2 separate regions of the Mus musculus genome follow, and region 1 is linked to region 2. A link is a contact called in public HiChIP or PLAC-seq data. All regions are on one chromosome and are shown on one strand. The core of a region is the stretch at or near the end of the contact, and the rest is flanking DNA. Distances in the headings are between cores, read along the strand shown.

What was found. HiChIP or PLAC-seq counts read pairs in DNA pulled down with a chosen protein or histone mark.
Region 1: an H3K27ac HiChIP or PLAC-seq map of bone marrow-derived dendritic cells shows a contact between it and region 2, with 6 times the contacts expected there. The contact joins the promoter of Hcar2 here to the promoter of Sh2b3 in region 2. A contact is called at or near these places in 1 of 115 datasets of contacts at active chromatin or transcription factors (bone marrow-derived dendritic cells) and 1 of 9 other capture datasets (adipose tissue).

What each region holds. Positions count from the first base shown.
Region 1 is chr5:123,862,256-123,868,515 of GRCm38.p6, forward strand. Hcar2 (hydroxycarboxylic acid receptor 2) reads right to left here and starts at 3,261. Exons shown (of 1, transcript NM_030701.3): 1 at 1,315-3,261. The coding sequence starts at 3,183. The coding sequence ends at 2,101.
Region 2 is chr5:121,833,394-121,838,898 of GRCm38.p6, forward strand. It overlaps Sh2b3 (SH2B adaptor protein 3), which reads right to left and starts at 3,466. Exons shown (of 8, transcript NM_008507.4): 1 at 3,157-3,466. Gm32422 (a long non-coding RNA gene) reads left to right here and starts at 4,768. Exons shown (of 2, transcript XR_387683.2): 1 at 4,768-5,287; 2 at 5,413-5,505.

The DNA.
Region 1 (6,260 bases), core at 2,011-4,510, 2.0 Mb after region 2:
AAAGTTAATCCATGTTTTGAAATGCTTATTCCAAATTACCTGCTTTCTAAATCTATTCATTCAAATATTTATTATACTACATTGTATATCATAACGGCATAAGAATTATCAGCTAATAAAATATAACATATGAAAAAAAAAAGGAGACTCATACCCAACACATTCCTTGTTACCTCAGGACCTTTGCTCTCACTCCCCTCCCTGTGCCCCCCCACCCCCAGCCCAGAGGTTTTCATACCTTGCTCTGTCTAGTTAATCCTGGCTCAACTCAATATCACTTCCTCCTGGAGGCCCTCCCAGTCATCCCCACCCTAGCCACCCTCTCTGTTCCCATAGTCACACCTGGCTGGTTTCACAACACCTGTTGCTTTTCAGCCATGATCTTTTCTTCATTCCTGCCTGCCTCCCTGCCTTGAATTTGGGTTCAATGTGACGAAGACCATCTATCTGCTTAACTCCTGGCCGTATTGCCACCACCCAGAACGGTGTCTGGCGCACAGTTGCTGTTCAACACACAAAAACCAAACAAATGAATGTCAACTGTTAACTCCGATCGATCAAGGACCAGGAGTTTCACCACCAGGTTCCCCGTGATTCATGGGGAAATCCCTGCTTGGCTCGGAGCTTCTGTCTGCCGCCTTCCAGAAGAAGGCAAACCCTGCTTTTAAATTCCCACTTGTAGGAGCCGAAGGTAATAAGAGACAGAAAACTGGGAACACTTGAACTAAGAGACACTTCATCTGTCTGTCCCTGGTTTCTTGCCATCTACCGAGGGCTGAGAAATTAGAGTATCTGAATTCTTAATCTGTATCCAGCTCGGGAGGAAAAAAAAAAAAAGCCTCATCTTGCCAAAGGATCTAGGAGGGACAGAAACTGGAAATGAAAGTACAACAGAAACTTCTTGTTTCTCAACTGGCACGATGCAACCTGGTACATCTCCTTTCTGGCTCTAAACTGGGAACTGAAACCATTCCATAGGAAGCTCCTCTTCCTTCTCCTAGGGGTGGAAAAAAAAAGCCCACTCTGGTCTGATTCTTTTTTTAATATACAGCTATTAATAGCAATGTTCACCGAACTGCAAAGGGAAGAACTCCGCTGTAAACTTTTCGGTATAGCCTTTAAAACCTAACTACCTTACATATTCCCCACCGGTGCCGTTCCCCTTGGCTGTCTCAAGGCAGGGCTCTTCTGCACCCTTCTGTGTTTTTGCAGTATACTAGATCTTCCTGCTAGGATACAGTTCATAACCCAGGTCTTAAGTAAGAAGACCGTTTCTGTGAACCCTAACCCAGACAAAATGCTGCAGCAGCCTGTGTCTCCTGTCGAAATTTATTGAAATGGTAGATGTTAAAGTACAGAAACCCAAGTAATGAACCGCCCCCCCCCCCCCAACCATGGACACAGTTGAATTCCTTTTACTAAGAAACGCAGACAGAGGAGGGAAGCCACTGTTTCCCCAAAGCCTTTTAAAGCTCAGCTGAATTTGTTATTGTTTCTCTCCAGCACTGAGTTCAGTCCCTCCTGGGGCTAACCCCCTCTTACCACCTTTGGAGACTTGGAGAACAATCAAATCTTTTGCATCTCCTCCCCTCTTTAGCATTTCTGCTAAAGTCTGGCTGAAAGGTATACTGGTCCCACCGAACACAAGTGACCAACTGGCTTATCAGTGACATCTGGGTAGAGATCCCCTCCAGTTTCGTGGATCTCCTTGTCCTCACTGGGGCCCACGGACAGGCTAGGTAGGACCCTAGGACGAAGAGCCATCCGTGACTTTGAGCAGAACTGAGGTGTGTCTGGGTGCATCTGGGACTCAAACTCTGCAGGACTCTGTCTTCTTCAGTCCTGTAAGCTTGGAAGGCTGAGAAGTTTCCACTGTCTGGAAACTCTGCTTTCTGTTCCTCTGAGATTTTCTATGGCTGCACCTCGCAACCAAAACTGCTCACTGCACCACGCCGTTTCTCTAAATTCGATTCTCCGAATCTAGAAGTTCCAAGAAAGCGTAAGCCAAATCTGAAGATGTTACCCTGTTCAACGAACGGCCAAATCGCCTCTCCAGAGAGCACAGGCCTGAGCGGCAATCTCCCTTCTTGTCATAGTAACTTAACGAGATGTGGAAGCCAGATAAGGGGGGCTGCCTGGCTCACTGGGGTCAGCCATTAGCGCCCCTGGAATACTTCTGGTTGTGCTGGGGTCCCCCGTGAGCTCCACACTAGTGCTTCGGTTATTATCGGGTTCACCCAATGTTTTCTTTCGAAGGCAGCGGTTGATACACGTGGAGAAGAAGTTGGGGAAAGATGGGCTGGAGAAATAGTAGACCACAGGGTCCAGCATGCTGTTCATGTAGGTAAAGCTAAGGGTGGTAAAGAAAGCCAGGTCCACCGAGGAGTAGATGTCACAGTTGCGTACGTTATATTTGTAGAGAAGCCAGAAGATGCGGATGCGCACAGCCACACTGGGTAGGAAGCAAATGATGAATACAATAGCCACCACCATGATGAAGTTGATGGCCCTCTTGATCTTGGCATGTCTGTCCATCTGTCTCTGCCTCAGGCTCCAGATGATCCTGCCTGAGCAGAACAAGATGATGGCCAGGGGCAAGAAGAATTCCAAGAGGAACATAGCATCGTGCCACCTGAAGTTGTAACAGATGCTGAAGCTGCTACACAGATATGCCTCGCCATTTTTGGTCATCATGTTTGTATAGAGGAGGTGGACAGTCAGGCCGATGGTGAGACCCCACAAGAAGCAAGAAATGATGGCCGCCGTCCGGTTGGAGATCTTGTTCAAGAAGTGGTGTGGATGGACCACCCGGAAGTAGCGGTCCACAGCCACCACGGTGAGGAAGATGATGCTGCCCTGTCGGTTCATAGCCAACATGAAGAGCATCACACGGCAGGGGATGCCTCCGAACCTCCAGTCCCAGTTATGGACATAGTTGTCCGTCAGGAACGGCAGGCAGATGATCAGGAGAAAGTCAGCCACGGCCAAGTTGAACAAGAAAATCCGGCTGGATTTCCAGGACTTGAGGTGGAAACAGAAAATCCACAAGGCAAGGCCATTGCCCAGGAGTCCGAACACAAATTCCAGCCCCAACACCGGTGGCAAGACCTTGGCGATGTTTTCATCTCGGAACACACAGCAGTTCTTGCCGTTTATCACTAGAAAATGGTCTGACTTGCTCATGAGTGGATCTGGCCAGTCCAGCTTCAGAGTGCCTCACCTAGCGAAGGCTCAAGGCGAGTGTGTGTCTGTGTGGTGAACGTGTGGTTCAGCCCTCGGCTTTATGTCATGTCAGGGTGTTGAAAGAGATGACTGAATGGTTACCAGGAAACTACGAAATCATTTAAAAAAAAAAAAGGCTAGCAAGGCTCTTATGCAACTTACTGTTTGCATAAACAAGTAATAAAAAAAAAGTCCCCTGGGCAGACGGGAACCCACAAATTTTTCTAAACGTAAAGGATAAGTTTAGGCAAGCCGACTGTCAGAGGTGGACGAGTCAGATCTGAGGGCATTCCTTCTGAAGGCTGCAGGCATGCATGCTGGCTAGGTGATTGGCCTCGGAGAATCCATTCACTGCAATTTGCTTAGCTGACAATAATTAATAAATTAACAAGGGCAGTAACCATGCACTGTGCTAAAAGAACAGTCAGGCTTTCCAGGAGCAGTAAGAGTTCGTGTGAAATTCTACTATGCATTGGTAATGTGGATACGGTTTCCTCTGTCTGTCTGTCTGTCTGTCTCTGTCTCCCCCACCTCCTTGTTTTCTTTCTAGGATTTATTTTTATTTTTGCATGCCTGTCTATGTGGCTATGTACATACAACAACAGCCCCAGAGGCTATTGGATGCCCTGGAGCTAGAGTTATAAGACAGTTGTCATCCACCCCAATGTGGGGATAGGGAGCTTAATGCAGGTCCTCTGCAGGAGCAGCGGGTGCTCCTAACCCCCAACTCAGTTCTCTAGCGCCGTGCTCTTTTTCCTTTTTTCCTTCCTCTCAGATAGATGTCTCCTCTTGTTACGTCTCCCAAGCTGGCTTCTCCATCTTCCTGCTTCTTCTTCCCGAGTGCTGGGATTGCAGACACAGCGCCTGGATGTGTGGTATTCGTAGAAATGGCTCTGATTTCAAGCCTCAAGAGGGTGCAGAAAGATAACATTTCCTTTCTCTCTCTTTTTTTTAAAGTGTGATTAAGTGTCATCTTACAGAGTATCTACCATTGACTATCTACTTTGAGTTTGAAATTAGAAATTGGAAATTTGCCAGGTGGTAGTGGTGCATACCTTTAATCCCAGTACTCGGCAGGCGAAAGCAGGTAGATCTCTGAATTTACCTGCTCTACAGATCGAGTTCCAAGACAGCCAGGGCTAGACAGAGAAACTGTCTCAAAAAAAAAAAAAAAAAAAAAAAAAAAGAGGAAATGTGTCCCTTTAGCTGCCTACCCAAATCCTCAATGGCATTTGACGGACCTTGTAGTCTAGACTCAGGGTGACCTGATCTTGGATCCTATAGGATCAGGATACTTCATGGAGACTGTGACAATGAAGATGACAACTTTGAGATTGGTGGTGCCCACATTGCAGTTTCCAGTGTTCCAAATTCCATGTCTTGAAACTCCATGTTTGCCCATTTTTTTCAAGATTGATTTATTTATTTTTATGTATATGAGTATACTGTAGCTGTACAGATAGCTGTGAGCTATCATATGGTTGTTGGGAATTGAACTCAGGACCTCAGCTCGTTCCAGCCCCGCTTGCTCCGGCCCAAAGATTTATTTATTATTATATGTAAGAGCAATCTAGCTGTCTTCAAATGCACCAGAAGAGGGCATCAGATCTCATTATGGATGGTGGTGAGCCATGTGGTTGCTAGGATTTGAACTCAGGACCTTCGGAAGAGTAGTCAGTCCTCTTAACCTCTGAGCCATCTCTCCAATATTGTTTTTTTGTTTGTTTATTTTGTTTTGTTTTGTTTTTTGGTTTTGGGTTTCTGTTTGTTTGTTTGTTTTCAAGGCAGGATTTCTCTGTGTAGCCCTGGTTGTCCTGGAACTCATTCTGTAGACCAGACTGGCCTCAAACTCAGAAATCCCCTGGTCTCTGCCTCCCAAGTGCTGGTATAATATTGTATTTTTTAAAAGACTTTTTGAAACATGTATTTTTTTTAAATTGGGAGAGAGAGAGAGTCTGTGTGTCTGTGTGTTTGTGTGTCTGTCTGTGTATATATGCATGTGAATACAGGTGCCCTCGGAGACCAGCAGAAGGTGCCAGGTTCCCTGAGGCAGGAGTTGCAGATGGATATGAGTTACCTGATGTGGATGCTAGAAATTGAATTCAAGTTCTCAGCAAGAACAAGTGCTCTTAACTGAGACGGACATCTCCAGCCCCTTAAACAGGCTTCTGAGACAGCATCTCCCTATGTATCTCAGGCTGGCCTGGCCTCACTGCTGGCCACGATTGTCCTGTGTGCACGGAGTGCTGGGATTACAGGCTTATGACACGAACCCAGATCACTGCCTCTTCCTCTGCAATTGCCTTGAATGTTAGCTGGCATTGGCACTTGCTTGCCTTACTGCCTGTGGGTGCTGGTAACCCTTCCTCCTGGATAAATGTGAACTTACTGAGGGCATGTGTTTTGGCTTGAAAGTAAAAGAGCCCCTGCAGGCTCCCAGGTTTGGAGCACTTGGTCCCCAGCACCTGACACTGTTTTGCAAGCCTGGAGAACTCTGAGGATGGAAGCTGGTAGAGACCAATCACTAGGCCTGGAAAGTTATATCCACTTTAGGTTGAGGTCGGCGCTCCTCTCCCTCCAGGTCCAGGCCTGAGGCACCACAGACTGGGCTGCTTGATGTCACAATGGACTGTGACACACCAAAACAGATCTCTTCTAAGTTGTTTTTGTCTGGTATTTGGTCACAACAACAACAACAACAACAACATGAAAGTAACCCACACAACACCCCTGAAGTAATCCTATGGGGTTTGATGAACTGGAGAGAAACAACTAGCCCTGATTGTTGCTGGCATCCAGAATCTGAAAGGGAGTCTCCTTCTTAAGTTTTAGAATTGTATAAATGTGTGTGTGTGTGTGTGTGTGTGTGTGCGCGTGCGTGCGCGCGCGCGCGCAGTAACTGAAGGCTGACTGTGAGTGGCTTCTTGAGCTGTTGTTGCCCACAGAACTCATTGTCTGGCCAGCCAATCCCAAGAGTCACTTGTCTTGACCCCACCAACCAGCACGGGGACTACAGACACGCATCACCATGCCCGACT
Region 2 (5,505 bases), core at 2,216-4,715:
ATCGCCCCATTCGGCTTGCCACAGGCAACCTGGACAGGCAGTGCCAGAATAGGGAGTATCAGCTAGCTTTCTCTGCCCTCCCTCCCAGGTGCACCACCACCACCACCACACACACACACACACACACACCCTGACATTCCAGACAGCCATCACTCTAAGTAGGCTCCAGGAGGTGGGGTAAGCAGGGGAACAGCCCCCAAGATTGGTGCACCCTCACAAAACCAGACAGGACTTCCTTTACGGGCCCCAGGGTTGACAGTGGCAGAAGTGATGGCAGCTGTACCTCACTGCCAGGGAAAGCCTTGCCTGACTTCTCCAGAACTGCCCGGGCCTTGAGGAAGACAACAATGACAGCCTCCGCCCTTATGTGCCCCTCCCCTCCTAGGGACTCTGGAGATGCCACCAGTGTGTGTCTGAAAGGCAATTCTACCTTCTGAGTCTAGAAGCTACACTGAGCCCCCACTCCCAAGTCTGGCCCCCCCACCCCCCTGTCAGCTGCCGTGAGTCAGCCCTACAAGCAGGGCACAGACTTCCTCCCTCCAGGCCTCCCTGGAGACCAAGCTGCACCCCCCCCAGCAGCTAGGGGGGGCACATCCGGACAGGCCCCAAGGGGCTCCAGGACTGGCTCACAAGGAAGCCAGGGGGCTGGCCCCCCTGCCGACCCTTGACAGGGTTGTGTGGGAGGAAAAATCTTTCAGCCATCTGCTCAGCTGCTGGGGTTTCCGGCTGGCCAGGGCGGGGCAGGCCATCAGGTCCCTTAGGGACTTGTCTCTTGTCCCAATGAGAATGGTACTGGGCTGGAGAGCTCAATGCAGGAGGTGGGGGCGGGGGCGTCACTGAGATCCCTAGATCACTGACCAAGAGACACAGGTTGTCCAGATCATGGGGCGCAAGCAGGTGGTGTCTAACAGTGCCCAAGGGCATGCAACCAGGCCTGAGGTGTACCCGGTCCCTGAAGGACCTCAAGCCCCCGGAAGCTGGAAGCTGGGGTGCAAGGCTCCTGGGTCCAACTAGGTATGACTCAGCTAGTGACCCCCACTGAGTCATTTCCCCTAAGCGGTGTGCCAGCCTCAGTTTCCTCGGGGAGGGTGGGTGGCCGGGAACAGGCCTGGCAGGAAGGAGCAGCCCCTCCAGAAACTCCAGATGGAAGCTGCTTCCTGCTCTGCCCAACCAGAGATGCTCAACACCCAAGGGGCCCTGGGGACCGTTTTCCCAGGAAACCTGGCAATTAAGGGCCAGCCACTCCTGGATTAATAGCAATGGATTAATAGCAATAGCTTAAATTTATTGAGCACTAACATGCCAATACTGCATGCCTCTCCCCGACTCTGTCCTTCAGCACCTCCACTTCAGACTTCCAAGAACACCTGTAACTCTGAGACAGCACAACCCAAGCCTAAGATCTCAGAGTCAGGCCAGTTACTGCCTACCTGCTTCAAATGTCTTCTCCTTGTTGGGCTCCTACATAGTGCACAACCACCTAGAGAGGCACAAGACTTGGCTGACACTGGGCAGGTCCCAAGAGATGTCAGGTAACTTGCCCAGGGCCTCACCCCTGAAGCTAGCAGAGTCTGGATTAGTCTCCACACAAGTGCTGCTCCAGGGAGAAATGAGGACTTGAAAGGAAAGACCTCTCGTTTTAGTTTTAACAGTACTATCTGTCCCATCTCCTCGTGCCAGCAGTTAAAACCCTTCCCGCTCTTGATGACTTTTTCATTGCCTCACAGAAGTGCCCACCCAAAGAGTCACAGCAATGGGACATTCAGCAGCTGACTAGCCTCACAATGTGGGCTGGACCCCCAGAGACCTGCTCTGGAAAGGGTGTGATACAGGCCCAGGCAGCCGGAAGGGGCTCCCAAGCACCTTCAGCTCTATCGCAGAAGTGGGAGAAACCAGATGGTGGCCCAACTAGCCTAGACAGCCTGAGGCACACAAGCTGATGGCACAGCCCAGCTACTCAAAGGAAAGGACCGTCACTTCTCTAAGAACATTTTGAACGATGAGGACCAGGCACTGGGTGACATTTGGTGCCAGAGAGTCAGGAAGGAAGAGGAGCAGCAAATGACCTCAACAAAACAGATAACACCCTTGTCATGACTGCCTGCCCTCCTGATCAAGCCATCCTGTGCTCTGGTGGCCCTCACAAGTTAGGTGTCAACTGAGGGAACCCAGGCCAGGAAGGGGTTTGTCATCTGACCCTGCCCAGGGTCCTTCAGAGTTCCCTGCCCACAGACTCGGGAAACCCCAGAGCAGCTATGCTCAGGAGAGAGCCGAGGACGGTCCCAGGGCCAGGGTCAATAAAACTGGACAGTCTGAAAACCAACGGCCTGTAACTGAGGTCTTCTCCCAACGGCCTGTAACTGAGCCCTTCTCCCAGCCGGACGCAGGTGCCTTCCACACAGCATTCATTAAAACTCCACCTCATTGTAACTGCACCACAAATCTCTTCTCACTCACTGAACAGCGGGGAAACTGAGGTCGCGACCCTCATCTTGGAGAGCAGAGGAGAAAGAACACAAGTTCTGCCTCTAGGACCCTCGGTTTCCTCTCTTGTCACTGCCCAGCCCTTGAGATCCCCAAACCACAGCTGCTGCCGCTGCTGCGGGCCAGCCCCTTCCCAGCTGACCACCCATTGGGACTGCACAAGTTCCAGAATGTATTCACCCCTCCTGGCTCAGATGGCGTTTCCTCCCAGAGGAGGCCTGGGGAACAAGGTTCAGAAAGTGTCCTAAGAGCATAAAACTCTTATAACCTCAACTTCCCCCAGCGGGCCCTGGCCTGTCATGGCCTGTCCCACCCCCTTCCCCCATCTCTGGCTGATTTCACCTTTAGGACTCCGCATATCATCCTTGGTTGATCACCGGGGCACTAGTGACACACGTGTCCCCCCCTCCCACCCTCACCGCCAGCACACCCCCCCCCCCGGCAGGGGCCCAAGCACGCTGTGTGCCGGGACAGCTCTCGGTTCCTCCCGCGGCGCCCCGCCAGGCTCCTCTCCGGAGGCCCCAGCTGAAAGCACTGACCTCCGCGCCCACATCACTGCGGTCTGGGATTGGGGAAGAGAAACAGAATGAGGAAACGCCAGAAAACAGAAGCGGGACCCGGGGACGGCCGCCCGGCCCAGTTCCTCCAACACGCTCGGCGGGCCGCGCTTACCGCGCAAGCTGCGGGTCGGGGCCCGGCCGGCCCATGGCGTCGCACGGCCTCTCGGCGCTCAGGCAGGAAACCCCGGCTCGGAAAACGGCCAGCGCCTCATTTCCGCCGCCAGCTCCTGACAGCAGCCGGGGGACGCGGCCTCGGGCCGTCCCCAGGACGCTGCTGCTGCTGCCGCCGCCGATGTGGACCCCGTGTGGCCCGTGACAGTCTGGGCTGGAGAGCGGCCAGGCGGAGGCGACGGCCCGAGCCCATGCCGCCCCACGCCGTTATGTAAAGAGGAACCAGCCGCGAGCCGCGCGCGGCGGCGGAGGGCGGCCTGGGGGCGTGGCCACAGAGAGCCACGCCCCGGGGCCGCCTGCGGAGGCCGGGGGCGGAGCCTATCCCGGCCCCGCCCTCCTCTCGCGCCTCCGCCCGCTGCCCGGTGGGAGGTAGCATAGCGACAAGCTCCGCCCCCATAAGGCGCGCTCTCTGCACCCAAGTTGCGTCGCGCCCCCTAAAGAAGGGAAAAAAAATAATAATAAAATAAAGAATCTCGAAGGGGAGGAGCGTGCTCGGTCCCGCCCCTCTCGCGCTGGCCAGTCACCGCGTGCCTCGGCAAGGCGGGGCCCCTAGAAGGGGTGGGGCGGGGCTAGGCGCGCGATGGGCGTGGCTGCCCCGACCTTCGGGACCTCCTAGGGGCGCGCCCCTGCGGACTCCCTCCAAGCCCAACCTTATCTGAGCTTGCCCGGCCGGGTCTAGCAACTGCGACCGCGGTTTTCATCACCTCCAGGGGAAGGGGCCAGCCCCACCCTGGCCCCACTATCCATGACTCCGCCGAGCCGTCCTGCCTCCGCGGCGCCATCCATTTGAAGTCCGCTCCCCTCCTAAGGTCCTCGGAGTCCCGGAACGGGCCGAGTAGGCTGTTCTCTACCTGGCCGCCCGGCCGCATTCTCTAGCTTGATGAAACTTTCTCCAAGAGCTCCTTCGCATCCCAGGCAGCCGAGCCCTTTGAACGTCCACGCCTGCGCGCCCCTTAGCCCTTTACCTTTTCTCTATCGCCACATTGGCTAACAGTGGGGTGCCCCTGTTCTGAAGTGGAGTCACTCACTGCACGCCAGTCTTCCCCGCGACTCTACGGAGGGAGGGGAAAGAGGAATGCCTGTCCCCTCCCCCTCCCCCAACAGGAAGCAGGCCGCCCACGCCCCCAGCTTGGAGGGGCCACTGCAAGCCTTCCCAGACGACAGGCTCCCACGAGCCGCTGGCTCCCTGGAGCCTTCCCCTTGCTGCGTGGGACCAAATATTTGACCCCCTCCAACTCAGTTTTTTCATCTATGAAATGGAAATAACACGTGTCTCCAGCCCACTCAGGGACTGGAAGAAGTGAGTTGCTCACATTAGAGCAGCCTAACCAACCGGGCTGAATTCAGTCCCCGGGCCTGCTGTTGGAGCCCGAAGAAGGGACTCCCCCGTAGGTGGGGATTTCCACTACAATCGGACGGCAGCAAGCTGGAGCCTGGTAGCAAAATGGCTTGGAAGAAGCCCCCACCCACCCACCCCCAAAAAACGAGCCAAGGCAATGTCTTAGGCACTATAAGGTGTTTGTGGACATCAGTTAGTGATTCCCTCGTGGGGGCGCCACTCTGGTTGGGAGACAGCATCGGTGACAGCTCCGTTGTGGAGTTGTCTTTGGGACACAGGAAGAGAAATCTTTGAGTAATATTTAAGCTGCGATCTCCCACATGATGAGGGGGGAAGGCAATCCCAGTCAATGCAGCGCCAAATGCAGAGGCTCTAAAGTGCCTTGTTAGAAAAGTAGCAATGGCCCCACCTACAACGAAGGAACACGTGCTATTTTAGAGGTCTAGGTGCAGAGTCAGGTTTGGTTTGTTTTTTGTTTGTTTTTCTCAGGGAAGGGAGGGTCCTTCCTGAGGGCACTGGGGAGCTATGAAGAATCGCGAGAAAGAGCAGGCCCAGATGAGCTCTGCCACAGAGGCTGGTGTAGGTGTCCCCATTCGGGGACGCAGCACCTAAGGAGGGCTGCGGTGGAGACTAGCTTGGTTAGCCCGTAGCACGCTCCCTACGACACCTGGGGCGACTGCCGGGTACCTGCAGCCTCGCCGGGGCCAGGAGGCGCGCGCGCGCGGAGCATCAGGTATTGGCAGTCCTTGCCAAATGGTGGCTGCAATCTGCCAGCCGCAAGCACTTTCCCTCTCGTAGCCGACTGCAGCTCTGCTGAGTTAAATGGAGACTTGTGGTTCTTCCTCTTTTTAATCACAGGCCAGCCCTGCCTGCCAGATTTCTCCGAGGCCCAAACCCGTTTCCTTCCTCGCGCTCAGTTTCTTCTCGCCCCGGCGGGGCCCGCCCCAGTCC